Regions from separate parts of the Mus musculus genome. Here region 1 is linked to region 2. Evidence: chromatin contacts called from public promoter capture Hi-C data. All regions are on one chromosome and are shown on one strand. The core of a region is the stretch at or near the end of the contact, and the rest is flanking DNA. Distances in the headings are between cores, read along the strand shown. Region 1 holds the start of Med4 (mediator complex subunit 4). Region 2 holds the start of Ccar2 (cell cycle activator and apoptosis regulator 2).

Region 1 (2,700 bases), core at 157-2,656, 3.4 Mb after region 2:
ATCTCTCTAGCCCTACACTATTTTCTTGAATGACAGTTTACACTATTGATTCATTCATTTCAACAGTCACCTTGAATAAAGAGCAGAGCAGTTTGTTGGAAGATATACAGGCCTAAAGATGAGTTCCGAAAACCAAGAAGGTAACCCAGCTAAATGCCATCTGATAGGGGGTACGGTTAGCACATACAGGAAGTATTATTCAGACTTCAAGGGAGGGGTATTCTGGCACCTATTCCAATGTACATGAACCATGATAGCATTATGCTAAATGAATCAGCCTGCTATAGGGGCTCAGCATTCAGTAGGCTGTAATGAGAAAGTGAGTTCCTTCTTAGTTTAGGACTAGTTTACACAACAAGATTCGGTCTGAAAAGAAGGAAAGAAAGAAAGAAAGAAAGAAAGAAAGAAAGAAAGAAAGCAAGCCAACCAAACAAAGCCCAAATCCCCCAAAACCAAAAAATAATAACAAGCAAACCCCCAAGCCCCAAACTAGAACATGTGATTCTACTCATTCAAAATGCATAGAATAGCCAGACAAACAGAAAGTACAGTGTGGTTTTCAGGAACGGGAAGTCAGACCTTCATGAGCACACCTTTTTTACATTTTACAAGTTGAAGAGTTTTGGGGATGTTATTTAGCCGCAATTTTTTGTTTGTTTGTTTTGTTTTGAGACGAGGTTTCTCTGTGTAACCCTGGCTGTCCTGGAAGTCACTCTGTGACCAGGCTAGTCTCTAACTCAGGAGATCTGCCTGCCTCTGCTTCCTTGAGTGTTGGGATTAAAGGCATGCCTCACAACTGCCTTGCTTAACAGCAATTTAGTGGCAGTGAACCCTACACATACAATGGTTAAGATACTGAATTTTAGTAGCGGGGCATGGTGGTACACCCCTTTAACCCCAGGACTCGAGATGCAGGCAGATCTCTTGAGTTCGAGACCAGCCTGGTCTATAGGCCAATTATATGTATTTTGCTACCAAACAACGGAATGGGGAGGGAAGAAAAGATTTTACTTCCTGCTCTAAGTTTACTACAACTTCACGAGAGACCAAACTTGATGGCTGGGATTTTATCGGAATACAGACAAAATAGAAGTTAATAATTATGTAATTTCCCCAGTTTAAAAAAAAAATCTTTTGTTAGAAGCCTTCCACTGATGCTGAGGAAATAAAACCCAGGAGACTGGGAACTGCATCTCTCATCCTGGGTCCGGTTGGAGCATGTCAGATTGGAACGAGTCACAAGCCCTCCTTTGCCCTGTAGATGGCGCTAGAACTGTAGTGCACCTCCAGGCACATAGGCGGCGCTCTAGCCGGACCTCTCCGTCCCGACCTCTATTACTCTTCTTTCCTTCTTCCGGTTCCGCCCCTCCTGTGGCTAGCTCACACTGCGCATGCGACGGCTGGTGGTCAGCGGGGCGATGGCGGCTTCTTCAAGTGGTGAGAAGGAAAAGGAGCGGATGGGAGGCGTTTCGGGAATGGCCGGCCTTGGCAGTACGCGAGAGCGGCTTCTGTCTGCGCTGGAAGATCTGGAGGTCTTGTCGAGGTAACCGCGGCCCGGGAGCCTGCTCCGGCCGGCTCGGCTGTGGGCGCTGACTTGGGTAGGCGGGCTTGGGAGGCTCCGTTGGACGTGGGGTCTAGGGCCTTCGGGGGCTTTGGGCCGCATTTCCCCGCCAAGGGGACATCTCAGTCACATGACCTGGAAACCAAGGCAGTCAAAACTTTAGTAGCCGGTAAGAGGGGCAGATCCGAGCCCCCTCAGTCATTGACACGCAACAGACATTTAAAAGCACGCTTCCCCCCAGTAGTCAAGGGGAGGCTAGATGCCAACACGAAGGAGCCCAGGGTGACAGGAGAGACAAATGTGTTAAAACGCTATGGACCAGATTTCTAAGGGTTGAGCCGCAGCCTCCTGCAGTCCACCGATGGGATTCCTATTCTGGTGGTAGCAGGGCACACGTCCCCAAGAAATGGGCTGCTAGTCAAATCAGATTTGTTAGGCGTCTGATAGATAGCCCATCATCTGAAAAAGCCTGGAAACATCAGGCAGGGCACAGTGGGGTTGGCTGGTGTGTGGCCGAGATAGAGTAAATTGGATGTCACACTCCACATCGTCGTGATAGTCTTAAATCTATCAGTTGAAGTCTTATCAAGGGAAGGCAGCCATGGCCACCGTCTTACAAGAAAACATAATTTACACAAATGGCAGCACTATTGGCCTACAGACCTACATAGTTGAGTCAGGAGGTTTTCTTGTAAATCACAGCTGAGTCTTTATCACGTGCAGTTAGCCAGCGAATGCTGAAGTGTTTGTAGTCACCATGAGAGTCCAGCATGTTAGGAGGACCATAAACCCAACAATCGGTTGGGGCAGGGAGCAATTTAAACAGTTTCTTTTGTGTTTCTACTGTGTTATGAAAAGGTTTCACTAGATATCTGAGGCTGGTCTGAGTCCTCCCAAACACTGAGTTTACAGGCAAGTATCACCATACCGTGATGGGTGTTTTTCTTTTAGGGAACTCATAGAAATGCTTGCAATTTCAAGAAATCAGAAGCTATTACAGCTGGAAGAGGAAAACCAGGTAAACTTTTTGTTGTTGTTTGTTTGTTTTTTATTAAAAAGTTATTAATGCCGGGCAGTGGTGGCTCGCACCTTCAATCCCACCACTTGTGGGGGAGTGGCAGGTGGATCTCTGACTTCCA
Region 2 (2,700 bases), core at 153-2,652:
TTTTGGGACAGGTCTGTGGCCACAGGAGGAGTAAGTAGACCAGGGGGAGGGCCCAAAAGAGATGTTGAAGCTGCGCCTATGGGGACAGAGAAGCAATCTCCAGGAATTGCACCTACTACCCGAAGCACTAGAAGATAGCCAGAGGATCTTATAAACCCAGAGGTCTAGGTGGCTCCAATCAGCTACTCAGACATTCAGAAAAACACCCAAGAGCCATAGTTTTTGAAACTGAGTCTCGAGCATGTTCTGAGTGTAACCAGTAAGGAGTTAAGCACCTGAGAAGTTGCGTCCCCCTGGAAGTGGGTTGATCCTCTGCCGCTTAAACTGGGACATTTGGAATACTGTCCTTTCAAGGTCTTGGGGGGAAACCTTCAATCAAAACAGAAAGAAGTTAGCAGCTCCAATGGAAAACTTCCATCTATTGGGGAGGGGGAGGGGGGATAGAAAATCTTAAGTAAAGCTTTTAAGGTGAAGAGGTGGGTCCTAAAATGGAAGAATGGAGAGGATGTAGAGGAGATGAAATTGGTAGTAACGTTACTCCAGTTTGTTCTCACAATAACCTAGTGGTGGGTGCTAGTGACATGCTGGTTTACAGACAAGGAAACTGGAGCTTTGAGATCCGGAGACTTGCCCAAGGCCACAAAACCAGGTAGTGACAGAGTGGGACTCACACCCAGGTCTCCCAACAACTTAGCACTCCTTTCACTATGTCACTGGCACCCCTTAGAGAAGCTGGAGGAGTGAGGGGCTGGAAGAGCTCCGGTGACATTCATTCATTCAAAAACATCCGCCAGAACACTCCACGCAGGGCCGGGGCAAAAAATAAAAATAAAAGGTGCGAGTAGCGGGTTGGTGATGCGGGCCCTCTCCCCGGAAGCCCGCCAGGCGTCTTTAGGACCCGCTGGTGGGAAGGGAGCTGTCCAGCCGGCCCTCGCCAAGCGGCCTGCACGCCGCTCCCTCCTCCTAGGTCCCGACCCTAGGCTCCGGCCTCCGCAGCCGCCTGCGCAGAGCTTTCCGGGCCGGGCCACCGAGAAGCCACCGTGGGAGGTTCACGGCGCGAGGTTTCTCCTCCTCCCGCCCGCCCCCAGGGCCGAGGCCGTTGCCAGGGCGACGGAGCTTGCAGTCCAGAGGGGCTCGGCTCTTTCCGCGACTGGCGCATCTTCGCCGTTCGGACCCCGCAGCCTCGCCACCCGAGAGAGACGGAGAGGCGGGGGCGCAGCAGGAGGCCCCCAACCCACCTGCGGGCCAGGGCCACGACACCAGGGGGACAAAGACACCCGGAACCACCGCAGCCGCCGCTGCCACCACCACCGGAAACGCCTCTCCGGAAGAGAGACCACTGGTCGGAAGCTGCCACTCTCCCGGATATGGTACCTCCCTCTTCTCCATCGACCTCTCCCTTCCCCCACACCAGCCTGCCATCCCGCTCCAACTGTGGAACGGAAGTGCGCCTTCCCAGATCCGATAATGCCTTCGGAAGCCGAGCTCGGTGGTGTCCTCTCTCAAGTGTCCCATCAGAAAAGTAAGCTCGAACCATTGGTTCCAGGTCTCAAAATGACTGGAACTGGACCCACTCCCACAAACACAAGGAAGGGGACTACCACTTACACACCCTGCTGTGCTCTACTAACCCCCAAGACTACAGCAACAAAAGAAGCAGGGCCTCCATTGGCTAGAGGAGGAGCGTGCCTACTGGGGGTCCATTTCCAGGGGATAGTCTTCTGACTAAAGCCAATGACCACCCCACCCCACCCCCATCCCTATTCCTGTCCTTTTCTTGACTGCACCATCAGCAAGGGGTAAGCATATCCGAAATCTATACCCAGACTCTCAAATATGAAACGTACACGATCTTAATGAAGTGGCTCTATCCAAAATCTTGCCAGAAATGTGGCTATTTTCACAACTATTAACAGTGAACACACACACACCTTCCTTTAACTTCTGGCCTCCCATCTCCCCACTCCTGTTTGCCTCCAGCATCACACCCTTCCCAGGTCATTTAACAGTCACAGCACACATTGAGAATGTTTAATGTTACTTCATCCTCCTAACAAGCTTATGAGGTAGGTAAGGTGGGTATCATGGTCCCAAGTAGGAAGCTGTGGCTCAGAAATTAAGAGACTTCGCTATGGTTAAACTCCAGGATAGAACACAGCATCTTAGAGTTGACCTTGCAAGTTATGTGTTGTTCCTCTCAATGTTCTTGACCTTCCCCCCATCCCTCATTCAGCCTTCAGGGGCTGTACTCCAGAGCCGTGACTCACTACAAAGGTACCCAAGGCAATGTTGTTCTTGGTCCTAGGGCTGCCGTCTCAGGTATGAGGAAGACATTAGAAGTCCACATTAGTAACTGTTCATTGTGGAATGAAGATCGGTGCCATCCTTCCAGTGACACCCCAAACACCAACCCTTTGGACGAATGATTCCATCAGATGGGGCAGACGGAAGTCCAACAAAGATTGCATAAACTTACATCTGCAACATGCTGACACACTCCCATACTAAACATGCTCTATGAGCACCTGATAAATAAGTCAATTCACATTGCCTAAGCCCAGAGATTTCTGATGAGGAGGAAGAGCCCTGGAAGAGTGCTGGAACTGCACTCAGGAACCTCTTGGGGATCCAGGGCTCCTTGCTTCGATGCTTAGAGATGGATTTGGCCTTCACCTTGAAGAGGAGCAAGCACCAATAGCT

Evidence for each region. Promoter capture Hi-C pulls out the DNA fragments that hold promoters and counts their contacts.
Region 1: a contact with region 2 is called in a promoter capture Hi-C map of liver, with 2.5 times the contacts expected there. The contact joins the promoter of Med4 here to the promoter of Ccar2 in region 2.

Annotation. Positions count from the first base shown.
Region 1 is chr14:73,508,643-73,511,342 of GRCm38.p6, forward strand. It overlaps Med4 (mediator complex subunit 4), which reads left to right and starts at 1,407. Exons shown (of 7, transcript NM_026119.3): 1 at 1,407-1,543; 2 at 2,513-2,579. The coding sequence starts at 1,419.
Region 2 is chr14:70,152,389-70,155,088 of GRCm38.p6, forward strand. It overlaps Ccar2 (cell cycle activator and apoptosis regulator 2), which reads right to left and starts at 1,403. Exons shown (of 21, transcript NM_146055.3): 1 at 1,239-1,403; 2 at 276-369; 3 at 1-76. The coding sequence starts at 333. 9930012K11Rik (RIKEN cDNA 9930012K11 gene) reads right to left here. Exons shown (of 7, transcript NM_001112735.1): 7 at 2,017-2,700.